Linked DNA regions of Capsicum annuum: region 1 is linked to region 2. The links are chromatin contacts, called in public Hi-C maps. All regions are on one chromosome and are shown on one strand. Each heading gives the region's core, a stretch centred on a gene start, on an enhancer-like site or on the middle of the called end of the contact. The rest is flanking DNA. Distances are from core to core; before and after follow the strand shown. Region 1 overlaps LOC107864665 (pyruvate kinase isozyme A, chloroplastic). Region 2 holds the start of LOC107864663 (GDP-mannose 3,5-epimerase 2).

The links. Hi-C and Micro-C count contacts between places; a contact is called where the count stands out from the background.
Region 1: a contact with region 2 is called in a Hi-C map of leaf, with 2.7 times the contacts expected there. The contact joins the enhancer-like site here to the promoter of LOC107864663 in region 2. A contact is called at or near these places in 4 of 5 Hi-C or Micro-C datasets (bud, leaf and placenta).

The regions. Positions count from the first base shown.
Region 1 is chr3:19,498,083-19,504,317 of UCD10Xv1.1, reverse strand. LOC107864665 (pyruvate kinase isozyme A, chloroplastic) reads left to right here. Exons shown (of 6, transcript XM_016711102.2): 4 at 1,688-1,809; 5 at 1,932-2,410; 6 at 3,407-4,089. The coding sequence ends at 3,708. Among protein-coding and RNA genes, the nearest start is that of LOC107864665, 21 kb to the left of the region's middle. Within about 2 kb of position 4,622, at least 5 of the 5 cell types and tissues checked have an H3K27ac peak or open chromatin away from gene starts, as enhancers often do. A contact at or near this core is called in bud and leaf, where this site is marked.
Region 2 is chr3:19,369,233-19,376,356 of UCD10Xv1.1, reverse strand. It overlaps LOC107864663 (GDP-mannose 3,5-epimerase 2), which reads right to left and starts at 2,282. Exons shown (of 7, transcript XM_016711101.2): 1 at 1,942-2,282.

The sequences.
Region 1 (6,235 bases), core at 3,373-5,872, 130 kb before region 2:
TGACTTTGTTTTGCTAATGGAGATCTTAATTAAGAAAACCACCCAATAGATGACTAATTTATTTCAACTTCATTATTCTTGAATAAGAAGAACAACAACATACCCTATATATTCCTACATAGTGGGGTCTGGGGAGGGTAGATAGAGGTGAGGATTATTCCTACATACCCAGAATATTCCTACATTGTGACATTGTGGGGTCTGGGAAGGGTAGAAAGAGGTGAGGATTATTCCTACATAGTGGGGGTCTAGGGAGGGTAGAAAGAGGTGAGGATTATTCCTACATACGCAGTATATTCCTTCATAGTGGAGTCTGGGGAGGGTAGAAAGAGGTGAGGATTATTCTTGAATAAGAAGAAAAAGAAATAAGCATAACTTCTCGAGCGATTGAGGAAGATAGTATTGATATTTAAAGTTCATATCACAAATTAAGAGGTCAAAGGAATGACTATCTGTGAAGCACTGAAAATGCAGTGATGCTATTCACGGGTCAATTTAGGCATAAACTTTGGGCTGCTTGGGCTATTAAGAAAGATGGGTTTAGCTGGGCTGTGCTGAAACTTAGCCCATCATTAGTGTAACCCATGATCCACCCATTATAACTTGGGTGTGTCAAATGGGTTTGGGCTGAATTTGCCTTCCTATACACACTTTTCAGGCTTTCACAAGTTTCAAGCATTCGAATTCATTTAACAAACTTCAAGTTAAAATTCTGTTGTGATTGCTTTTCTATCAAACTAACATTTAAACTACTAATGTACTTTGATGATATTTTCCTCCACTACCAACAGTACAACACAGTCAAATGTAACTTCTTAAATTTCGTGCCTAATCATTGGATATCACATAAATGTGATGGAGTGAGTATTATATTTTAGGGAAGCAACTTCTGCTGATTGCCAAATGCATTCTTTTATACCTAGCACCAAGATCTAATGCACTTCTTCAGATAATTGTTTTTTTCCAGTAAATATTTGCTTACATTTTGAGTAGTCATTGTACTTCAACAGTTACGTGGGAGTTGGAATCCATTTATTTTTCAGATCTCCCGTTTATTAATTTAAAAAAAGGCTCTTTTTCTCTACCATAGACTTATTCTTCTTATAAGCTTGTAGATGTATCATGATTTCCCTTATTCATTCTAAACAAATTTACCAATCAAATAAGCACAACAAATATGGAAAAACGGGAGTATTTTATATCAGTTAAGTCAAGGATGCAGCTTAGTTTCCAATAAAATGGGTGAGAACCTTGGAAACACAAAACACTTGGTGGTTTCCTCGCATCTGCCTAAGCGTTGGTCGGCAAAGTTAACAGGTACCTGTATTGTGGAGGTGGCACGTATCCAATGAAATAGTTTGAGGTATACCGAAGTTGTGGCCCTGTCACCACCATTATCAAACAGTATTTTTATGTCAGCTAATATTTCTAGATTCTCACTTTAAAAGGAATTCCAAACTGGATATAAAGACTCTTTTGTTGATACTGCAAAATTTATGTTTCACAAAGAGAATGTATAGTGAGCTTTAGCTTGGTACAACAGCTATTAGGATATATACCTAACGTTCTACTTACACTAAATTTATGCAGGATCCAGCCACAGAGTTTTTCTCACACTTCACTTTTCGTAACTGCTGAAATTTAGTATATTTAGTTGGTCTCTATCTCAAGTGTTTCACTGCTGCAGGATTGGCTAGATATTGACTTCGGGATTGCCGAAGGTGTTGATTTTATTGCTGTATCATTTGTCAAGTCTGCTGAAGTCATTAAGCATCTTAAGAGCTACATTAAAGCCCGGGCTCGGGATGGGTAAGATCGTTGTTTTAGCATGGAAAGCTGCATTTAGCAGAACACACCTATTCTTTCAAAGATCATTAAGAAGATTCTCTGCAATCAAATTATTCATATATCTGGTTTGATATGTTGTGCAGTGATATTGCTGTAATTGCGAAGATAGAGAGCATTGACTCATTGAGGAACCTAGAAGAAATAATTCAGGCATCAGATGGTGCTATGGTGGCAAGAGGAGATCTTGGCGCTCAAATTCCATTAGAACAGGTTCCATCAGAGCAGCAAAAGATTGTTCAACTATGCAGGCAGCTGAATAGGCCTGTTATAGTTGCTTCCCAGTTGCTGGAATCTATGATTGAATACCCTATTCCCACTAGAGCTGAAGTTGCTGATGTTTCTGAAGCAGTTAGGCAACGGGGGGATGCTTTGATGCTTTCTGGTGAATCAGCCATGGGACAGTTTCCTGAGAAGGCATTGACTGTCCTAAGAAATGTTAGCTTGAGAATTGAAAGAAGGTGGAGAGAACAAAAACGCCGGGAAGTTATTGAATTGCCATCCATAGCATCTTCATTTTCCGATAGTATTTCAGAAGAGATTTGCAACTCTGCCGCCAAGATGGGTAAAATTCTATCTTTTCGAATGCTGATTGATATGATTTTTATTGCTTTTTATTTGTTTTATAGCCTGCAGATTTAAAACTACTTTGTTTCTATTGTTGTTGTGTGGTCTGTGGACTGGGCTAGTCAAATGGTGAAATTGCAATAGTGGACTTCTTCTTAGCATTTGCCCAATATTTACAGAAGTTAGTAAATAACCTCAGGTAACTGGGAAATGTTTGTAGCTTATAAACAAGAAAAAATAGGAGAATCATCTGAAAGCTGTGTGCTATGAAGAATTTTTCTTGGTTAATCAATCTGTTCAATTTGCTACATCGTTAAAAACAATTAAAAGTGGAAATTGTAAAGCCCTCATTATCATGTCAAAGCGACAAGCTCTTGTGAATCTAAGAAATACTGGTTCTGATGCATCATGCATTTTCCGAGGCAGGATATCCAAAGTTATAAATTATAATACCTTGTTAGACCCAAATAAAAAAGGCAATAAAGTTGTCCTATTTATGGTTCTGTATAGGGAATGCTGAAAAGTGTACAAATAATGGAGCTCATCATTGCAGCATGTTAGCTCGTCTGAAAAATGAAACATTTGGATACATTTGAGAGCTAACATACCACCTTCTGTGTTTGCACATGAATTATCTGGCTGCATGGACATAAATTAAACACCACTTTTTTTGGCTTTTAATACAGACCTGGAAATGTTTATGTAGGTACATGTTTTTTTATAACAATTAGAAGGATACATGTATAAATGCAATTAAGTGAAAACTGGAAAACCATTCCCATTTTCTTTAATTTCATCCAATTTTAATTTTTATTCAAGCAATGGGAAAATGTTACTACCTTCTCCAAATACTAATGAAATGGGTGGTGGGAATTAAACCAAAAGCACGTTTCAACCCCAATAATTATATCATACGCTGAAGGAGAGTCTTCAATAATACACTTCATAATATCTTACTATTTGGTCTAGTGATTATTTCCATTCTGATCTGCAGCTAACAATTTGGAAGTTGATGCTCTTTTTGTTTACACCAAGAATGGGCACATGGCATCTCTCTTGTCACGCTGCCGCCCTGATTGCCCAATATTTGCATTTACAACGGCAACATCTGTCCGTAGACGCCTGAACCTGCAATGGGGTCTAATGCCATTTCGTTTGAATTACTCCGATGATATGGAAAGCAACCTAAACAAAACTTTCTCCCTGCTAAAAGCTCGGGGCATGATCAAGTCAGGTGACCTCATCATTGCTGTATCCGATATGCTGCAGTCCATTCAAGTTATGAATGTCCCATGAGTGCAAAACTAAGTTCTGTATTTGAGTTTTGAGCTTGGCAACCTCAATCATATGCCAAATATTAAATTATTAGGAAGTTCAACCATTTGGTACTGCTAGGAAGTAAACAACGATGAGCCACTTATTTTCCCGAGTATGTTCCCGTTTCAGGTGGATGGATCCTTACAACATTCAGTGTTACTGAACCGTCATGCGCTTGTGGTCAAATTGATATGTTGCAACATGTAGCTAAGTAGACTGTTACTCCCTGTTTCCCTAGGATTCCCAAGATGTAGCCTCTACTTGAGTTATTGATTTAGATGTGCTATTTTCCCTAGAAATAATTGCGGTAATCGTGGATTCTGTACTTGCACTGTTATGATAGTGTTGTCATTGGTGTGATTTTGTCTTCTATTTGTTAATCACATTTGGTCTTAATGTAAAATATTTTTCCCTCGGTAGAGGACCTATCGGAAACAGTATCAATCAATTAATCTCACAGTCACAAAACGTGGAAACTTAAGCAGAAACGAAAGAGGAGATTGAGGGAAAGCACTAAATTGAGGGCTTTGCTCGCTCGCTCTTTAACACTTGTTTAGAAATTGATACAGCCACAAAGCTTCAACAAAAATGTCATTTGGGTCCAATTCATTCTTAGGGTCAAATAACGACAAAAAAAGATATGTCAGTAACCTAGCACGACAGAAGGCCTATTGAAAGTATACTAATATACAAGGGTAAGGTCTGTATATATTCTGATAACAAATATATTGTTATACAACTGTTTATCTGATCGAGAGAACATTACATGTCTTTATTATTTCAAAAGTAAAAGCAGTACAATGGGAAATTATAAGCCTCATAATTAGGTTAAATGTATGTGTGTACAATACTGGGCCTCCTGTAATGAAGGTGCCTTTGAAAATAGACAGGTATGACAAAGTAACTTTTGTTTGTAGCATGATGAGATCAGCTAGTTGTACTCCCGTCTTTGTCACACAAACATTGGGAAAAGGGGAAATAGCGATTTTGGTCCCCTCGGGTTGGACCGCGACTACTATTGGCCCGATCTCAAAGAAGGAAAAGAACGAACTAAAAGCTATTCAGATCCCCTCCATAAAATCCAACTACACCTCTCCGTTGTTGCAAAATCAAGATTCTTTTGGTGTTTTCCCAATTTTTTATAGGTAGAGCTATCTGATACAACATGTGCTGGTGGAGGATGATCGGTATTATTTGCTCCCTAAACTTGCTTTCATGTCATTTTTGTCTTTGTTATAAGTAGAATTATCTCATACATCTGTTGTTACTGAAAGATACTAGGTATTATTCGATATCTCTAAACTCGCTCTGAAAGGAAACCCTTTTTAAAGTCGGAAGCAGTTCATCCCTACTTATGGGAGCTTGTGGATAGTGAGGAAGTCATAATCCATCTCTGAGTTTATTGATTTGTGTATTTGTATGGCGCAGAATGTTAAAGTCGAGGTGTGCATAAGATAGTTCAGACATTAATCACTATCAAAAATGAATAAGGCTAACCATCTCGATCCTCGATTGAAATATATTTAATGACCATACAAAAAATATTTCAGAACTATTCATGAATTATTAGTCGATTTATTATAAGGTATAGTTTATCCATCTGAGTTGGAATAAAAGTTTTTTTTACCTGTGTGTGGGGCAAGTATGAGGTTCTCTAATAATTCAAGGTTCTTTATTAGTTTTCTTTGTATTAATTTGACAATTGATGCTTCCAACGCTACTACAATAATTAAGCATAATTGAAAACAAACATAGAGTATGATTGATGTAAGTAGAATAGACTCCAAAATACAAGGACCCTTTATTGACAGGGAAAGTGCATTTTTAATAAACAAAAATAAATTAAGAGAAATTAGCTGGCAAGATACAGACACAGGAAAAACAACATCATTTGTAGGATTTTCCTTTTTATATAGTATATGTTTTATTTCATTTTTTATATTTAATATATATTGAGTCGGATTTCTGAGTTGAATATCTATCAAAACAGTTTTTCTATTTTTCAAAAATGGGTAAAGTTTGTGTATACATTACCTTTCTCAGGCCGCAGTTACGAAATTATGATGAATATGTTATTATTGTATAGATTGAGACGGATAGGGTTTTGGTAATTTTAAATTTTTTGAATAATGTATTTTTTTCTTTTAAAAAGTGAGGATGATAAAGAATGGAACAAAGGAATAAGAGATCTGAGATACTAGGTTCAGATTTGTTCTTTTAAAATACTAGTAACTAAAAAAATGGCCCAAAATTGAACTGTCTGAAAAATACTAAAAAAAAATTGATGGCATTTAATTTTAAATGAGTTGTCATCATCTTCCTTTATTAGTATTTATATTATTTTTGTTGTTGTATCGATAGTCACTGTGGCTGAAGAAGATGGTGCTTGGATGCCTAATGTCATTTTTAAAAAAATAATTCACTGAGGTGTTAGGTTTTATATTGGAGCTCACTTAAATTTGACTTTGCACAAAAAGTATTATATTGAAGATAAAACGGTCCAAAT
Region 2 (7,124 bases), core at 1,033-3,532:
AGTCAAAGACATACATCAAGTAGGGATGAAGGACAAACTCTAGGTGTAAAGCACATAAAATGAACATCAAGAATAAAATTTTATCTGAATACACTAGGAATTACTTTGAAATTGTAATCTTTATTGCTTTCTTTGAGCCAAGGGTCTATTGGAAACAGCCTCTCTACCTGCCAAGAAAGGGGCAAGGTCTCCGTACACTCTACCCTCCGTAGATCTCACTCATGGGACTACCCTCCGTAGATCTCACTCATGGGACTATACTGGGTATGTTGTTGTTGTACGCTAGGAGTTGCATTTGAAAAATCACATTAAGAAAAGGGTAAGGGTCGAATTTTTCCCAGTCCTATTCAAAACATCTCACTTTCTCTATCCGTCATACTTTGGTCTAATATTGCCCCATCGTTAGGAAAGAGTCTCGTCGCTCTTCAACCTTGATGGAATTCCTCAATCATAGAGTGAAAAATTGGCAAGAAAATTGGAACACGTGGAGTCCACCCCTAATCACACCCGAGCTCCATAAATGCCAAATGACAAATATGAGATGATTTGCCAACGTCAAGGACATAAATGTACTTTTGGGAAATTGAGTCATTGGAAATAGTACAGGGGAATATTTGAACCTCACAGAAATAATGGGGTTGACATGATCCCTCAATTGATAGTTATTATCAAGTCATCTTTCTTCTTAATTTCAAATTTTCACAACAAAGAATTTAACTTTTTGAGATAATTACTATTATATTAGTTGAGTGACGATACAAGAAATCAACTCCAATTAGGGAGACAAACAGGGATACTCACTCCATCTCAGCCAGTCGAACAAAATACAAAAACTAACACCACAAAACTAAAAGATTCTCTTTTCAATAAGGAAAACAAAAAAGATTCACTTAACATAGGCTTTTTCATATCACAGCATCAAGATATAGTATTTGCCATCCGTTATACTTTGGTCTAATTTTGCCCCGTTATTTGGAAAATGTCTCGCTCTTCGCCCTTGATCCCTAATGGAACTTCTCAATGATAGACAGAACCTGAAAAAAATAAATTGGACCTCTCTTCCTCGGATAAATTGAACACGTGGAGTCCACCCCTAAACACGTTCGAGCTCCATTAATGCCAAATGACAAGTATGAGACAATTTGCTAAAGGCAACGATATAAATGCACTTTTGGCAAAATTAAGTCATTCCAAATAGTACATCGGCAAATTTGAACCTCCCACAAATAGGGAGCTTTGATTGCTCAGATGGTCACTCAATTAATCATTCTTATGTAAAAAAGTCTCTTCTTCTTGATTCCAATTTTTTACAACGACGAAAGTAACTTTCTGAGATAATTACTGTTAGACGAGTGAGCATATGCGAAATCTAACTCCGTATAGGTAGACAAACAGGGATACTAGTAGAACCACCCTATCTCAGCCAGTTAAACAGAACACAAAGAATACACCACAAAACAATAAAAGATTCTCTATTTTGGACAAGGAAAACAAACAAGATTCATTTAACAAAGGCTTATTCACATCACAACATTATGATATAGTATTTGCATAAAGAACAAGAAAATTTATAAACAGAACTAAAAACTATTCCTTATTGCAGCACCACAACAAATTAAGCACTAAACAATTCAGCAAGTCCACACAAAACACCCAACTAACACAGAAAAAATGTATTGATATACCAAATAGACCAAAAAGGATAGAATTTTTTTCCATATTAAGATAAAAGAAGAGAGAGAGAGAGAGAGAGAGAGCAACAAGTGTACCAAAACCTCAAAAAATCCAAAATGAGAAAAGCAACCTCGGAAAAGTTATAAAGAATCAAATCACATTAAAAACCCTTAAACCCCACAAATTAAAATTAAAGATTCAAAGAGAAAACACATCCAAATTAAAACCTCAACAAAAAAAAAAAAAGGAAGACAGAGTGCAAAATACCTTGAAAAAATTGGACTTTTGAGGTCTTGAAGGAAATGGCAAAACTCAATAACGATAAGGGGCTATGTCTTCTTTTTTGGGGGGAAGAGGGGTGGGTGGGGGATCTCTATCTTTATAGAGCTAGTTAACAATTTCCAAGTTGCAGGGGTTTCCTGGTTCAAGATTAATATAGTAGGCAATATTCTTTATGTGGACCAGAATTTATAGAGACGGAAAAGGGGCTGTATATCTGATGTGGAATATAAAGCATACTAGGAATAGAGTCGGTTTGAACAATCATCTTCAAAATCCATTTTCATTGGTCTGTACTTTGTAATAATTCTAGGCCATGAAGACTTTCATTCACACGCTCATTTAATACATTATTATTATTTTTTAATAATTATCATTCGATATTCGATGTTCGAAATTTAATTGCATGATTAATTCAAATTTGCATAGATTTTAGTTAAATGAGGTTTTTTATGGAATACTCGAATAAGTGATTTCCAGAAAGAAAATATTTCATAATTAGCGGTTATAACGATAAATACGATAATTTTTGAAATTTTTGAATGCATGCATGTTGAATTAGGGGATAAAGGAGATAAGAAGCTGCACAGACTCGTGGAGGTGAGAAAGTGAAATGCTCGAGACCTCGATCAAGTGAAGTGTGAAGTACGTCAATTATGAGGAAGTCTAGCCTCATCATAGGATTGAAAAGTTTTAATCCTCATTGGTAGGATTAGGGAATGGAGATATCCAAGCAAAGGTGGGAGTGACCTTTGTTGTGAACAAGATGAAAATAAGGTTAAGAACGTTTGAACATGCGCGAGAAGTTAGATATAGTGAGTAAGAGAAAAATCAATAGTAGGTCAAATAAGTACCGAAAGATGCGCTTAGACAGGACATAACATAATTTAACTTATCGGGGACATGGCCTTAGATAAGACTGTGTAAAAGTTACGGATTAGGATAGAAGATTAGTAGATTGTGGAGTATTGTCTTGCTTCTCGATGGTTTGAGGTTTTGGTGGTTTATGTCTTAGTATTAGCTTTATTCTTCTGGTGTCTTATTTTTTATGTATATCATCATAGGTCGTTTACGATATTTTAATCATTGCACTATTTTTTTTCTATTATTGTTTCCATAATAGTTGTTATGTTTTCTTCGTTGTCGATTTCTCTTTTCTTATTTACTTTGATTGATTCTACTCAAGCTGAGGGTTTCTGGAAACAATCTCTCTACCTTTATTAAGTAGTGATAAGATCTGTGTACACTCTACTTATCGAAATTTAATACGCAATCTATACAGGAGGCAGAAGTTTCATAACTATAAATACTTGTACAGTAATATATCAAATAAGAATTGTCGTTATATGATTTCGACTGAAACTAAAAAAAAGTACGCAGATCAAAAAGAATCCATCAAAATAATTAAAATAGAATTTTTCGAAGAATGTGTTGGGTTATTGGGTTTTTTCCCCTTCCTATATAGATAAATGAAGCTCAATTTGGACCAACCAACTTTTCGCCCATAGACCTATTATTATGGGTCATATATATTCTTCTTTTTAGTCTTATTCCAACATCACAAAAGAGAGTTTTCAGCAGCCCAAGAGAGAAAAGAAAGCTGATTTTCGCCTAAAAAATTCAGTCATAGCTGTCAACTTCAAATTGCGATTTCCGTTTTGTTTCTTGTCCAATTGAGATGATTTTTGGACTGCTTGTTCCTCTCATCTCAATCTTTGATTAGAAAATGACGGAGTTTGGTTTGGTGGCCTGTAGCTCCTGTTCTTCATTCCCGAACAGTAGCTGCGTTTTGATATTTTCGCTCCTTTATTTCTCTAGTATTTGGTGTTGTGGTTTATGTATTGTTGCTTGTTGTTTGACACTTGTTTGGTGGCCATTTTGAAGAAAAATATTGTAACTCTTTGGTGATTATAATGGAGATTTTGATCCTGTAATTTTTAACTCTTCACTGAAGGGTTTTTCACGTAAATTTGGTGTCTCTTGTTCTTGATTTTATTCTTATCTTATTGTATTTGTCTGGTGATTTATTTACTGCCATATTACCTTATTTTGCTTGAATTTGCTTGTCAAAATTTAGATTTGGGTATTCTTTCGCTGCTATCCTGTCTAACATTTTGATTGTGCTTTTGCCTCTCTCCCAATAGAAAGAACCATGTAATAGAAATTAATAGAGAAAAGACACATTCCCCTCCCCCCCTAAAGTTGCAACGAAAACTTACTTTAGTCATTAAACTTAACTCGTAATTATTTATCCCCCTTATGAACTTTAAAATGTATTATTTTGCTCCCTTAATGGTTGACGTGGCCAAAAAAAAATAAAAGCGTGTTTTAGTGGGAAAAAAGTGTAAAAAAAATTTAAGTGGGGCTCACTTTAATATTTTTAATTATTATTCTTTTTCCTTCTTCCTCACACCCCACCACCCCCATTTCTTCTTCTTCCTCACACCCCACCACCCCTATTTCTTCTTCTTCCTCCCACCCACCATGTCTTTTCCTTTCAAACAACACCAAACAAGGAAAACACAAATCAAATGGAAAATTATCAACATCAAACAACACTAAAAATACTGTTTTGACCGCATAATGTAATCAACTTTACTAACTTAGATTACTTAGTATTCACAAGAAAAGCAGCTGACTGCTGATCCAAGAAACACATGAACAAATAGTTAACGACAACATAAGCATATAACTAAACCTTTATTAGCAGACAATTATGTAAGGAAGATCCAAAATAATAGAAAGCAAATTTTAAACCAAAATTAAGCAACCAATGAACTTACAGATGGAATTAAGATGACCAGAACAAAATAAAGTTACCAACTTTTAGGTATTGAAAAGGAAAAAAAACATTAAACAGAAATCAAAACATGAAGAAATTGTAAGATAAAAAAAATACCAAAGCACAAGATATTTTGGGAGATTTATAAGATTTTTGTAGATTTAAGAATAAAATTATCGATATGCCCTTTAACTACCACTTCGTTTAACTTCCATATATGAAATTATGGGGAGCCGCCATAGCATTTGACGTCTTCCGAATTCCAACCAACCACTAGGAGCTTCGCTGGCCATCGCCTCCGGCGAAGCAGTGGCGGAAAAGTGGAGAAAGGGAGAAGGCTGTACGTGGGGAGGCTAAACTCGCCGGAGTTCGGTGGTGGTGGCTGCCGGAGAAGGCACAGGAGAGAAAGAGAAGAAAAAGGAGTTGAAAATTTTAAAAATTATATATATATATATATATATATATATATATATATATAATTTAAAAATAATATATATTTATTATTTTAAAAAATAATTTATTTATGTGGCATTGACGTGGATCCGACGTGGCTACGACATGGCTCTAACGTGGCGCGAGTGTGATGCACTCTCCATAGTGAAAGTGGTATAATTATTTTAGGGTGGTACAAAATTCATATAAAAGTTGTTTAGGGGGGTAAATAATTATAAGTTAAGTTTAATGGCTAAAGTAAATTTTCGTTGCAACTTTAGAGGGGAAACCATGTATTTTCTCAAATTAATACTATGTAAAATATGCTAAAATAGTCAAAATAAATAAACACAATCAATTCATCATCCCTTTATGAGTAGTAAAGCCAAAAATCTACATAAATAAAAATTAATATGAAAAATATGCTAACACAATCAAAATAAAATAAACACGTTCAATTCATCATCCCTTTATGAGTAGTAAAGCCAAAAATCTTACATATATAGAAATTAATATGAAAAATATGCTAAAATAATCAAAATAAATAAACTCATTCAATTCATCATCCCTTTATGTGTAGTAAAGCCAAAAATCTACATAAATAAAAATTAATATGAAAAATATGCTAAAATAATCAAAATAAAATAAACACGTTCAGTTCATCATTTCTTTATGAGTAGTGAAGCCAAAAATCTAAGGGAGTTAAATTTGTGATTTGAACAAGCATTTTCCTACTCTAGCTAACTGGCTGATTTAAAATACATGCATGTATGATGCAACAATATTAATTCTATTTGTGCAATATAATTGTCTGATAAACATATCTCTGCATGTGAATATATTTTGTTGTTATTAAGTTTTAATTTGAGATTTTTAGTTTTAATTTTCTTTTATCAATTTATCATATTTGTGAGTTCAGAGTGTTTAGTCTATGCGAACACAATTTAATTTAAATTTAATGTAGTATTGATTCTTTTGTTTCTTAAACATAAAAATTTTATACTTAAAAATAACATTAAAATACTGTGTAGAAGTATTATTTTTGATAATTAAAATTTTTAAAATGCATAAAATGAATGTGACCGAACAAAAAAAAAGAAACTTATACCTATCAAGTTTTAATTTTCTTCAATGTTAAGAGTTACGCTTAATTAAGCACTTAGCATAAAACAAAAGCAATTTGTCATATAATATCAAATCTCCTTCTGAGGTTAGAGTTACGTTTAAATAAGCACTTAATAGCATAAAACAAGAATTAGTTTGTCATTTCTATCATATGATTGGTGAGTTGGTGACCAAATTAAATATAATTAATCACGTTTGACATCTGTCCTAATTACTTCCTTTGTCCACTAATATTTGTTCATATTATTAAAAATAGTTGTTTAACAATACTTGTTCAATTTGAAAAATCAATGAATTATTTACCTTTTTTCTATCAATTCTACCCTACCTATTAATTACTATTTATCACCTAATGTATTTTTTAAGACGTTAATTTATTATATTTAAAGAATGATATAGTACCTCTATTATTTATTACTTTCTCCGTCCCAAATTATTCGTCTCAAATTGAGTTGACACAACTATTAAGAAAACAATGATTAATAATGTAACTTTACCATTTTGCCCCTATTAATTGTGTCGTGTTAGTTCCAATATTGATGGAGTTATTATATGGCTGATACCAAAACATTTTTTTGCATGGATAATTAGGATTATAGGATTATCAAAGTCTTTGCAACATTTTTCAAGATTTGATAATTCAATGTTAGTAACAAGGAATAATCAATTATTAAGAGTATAATGGGGAAAAAATTATCTTATCTTGATTAATGAAAAAAAAAATAAGTAAAATAAGAAATCAAATTAAGAAATTTAGGACGAATAATTTGATACGGGCGAGTATTTCTTTAACATGCATATAAGTCAAGAGCGTAAAAATAGTATTGGACGG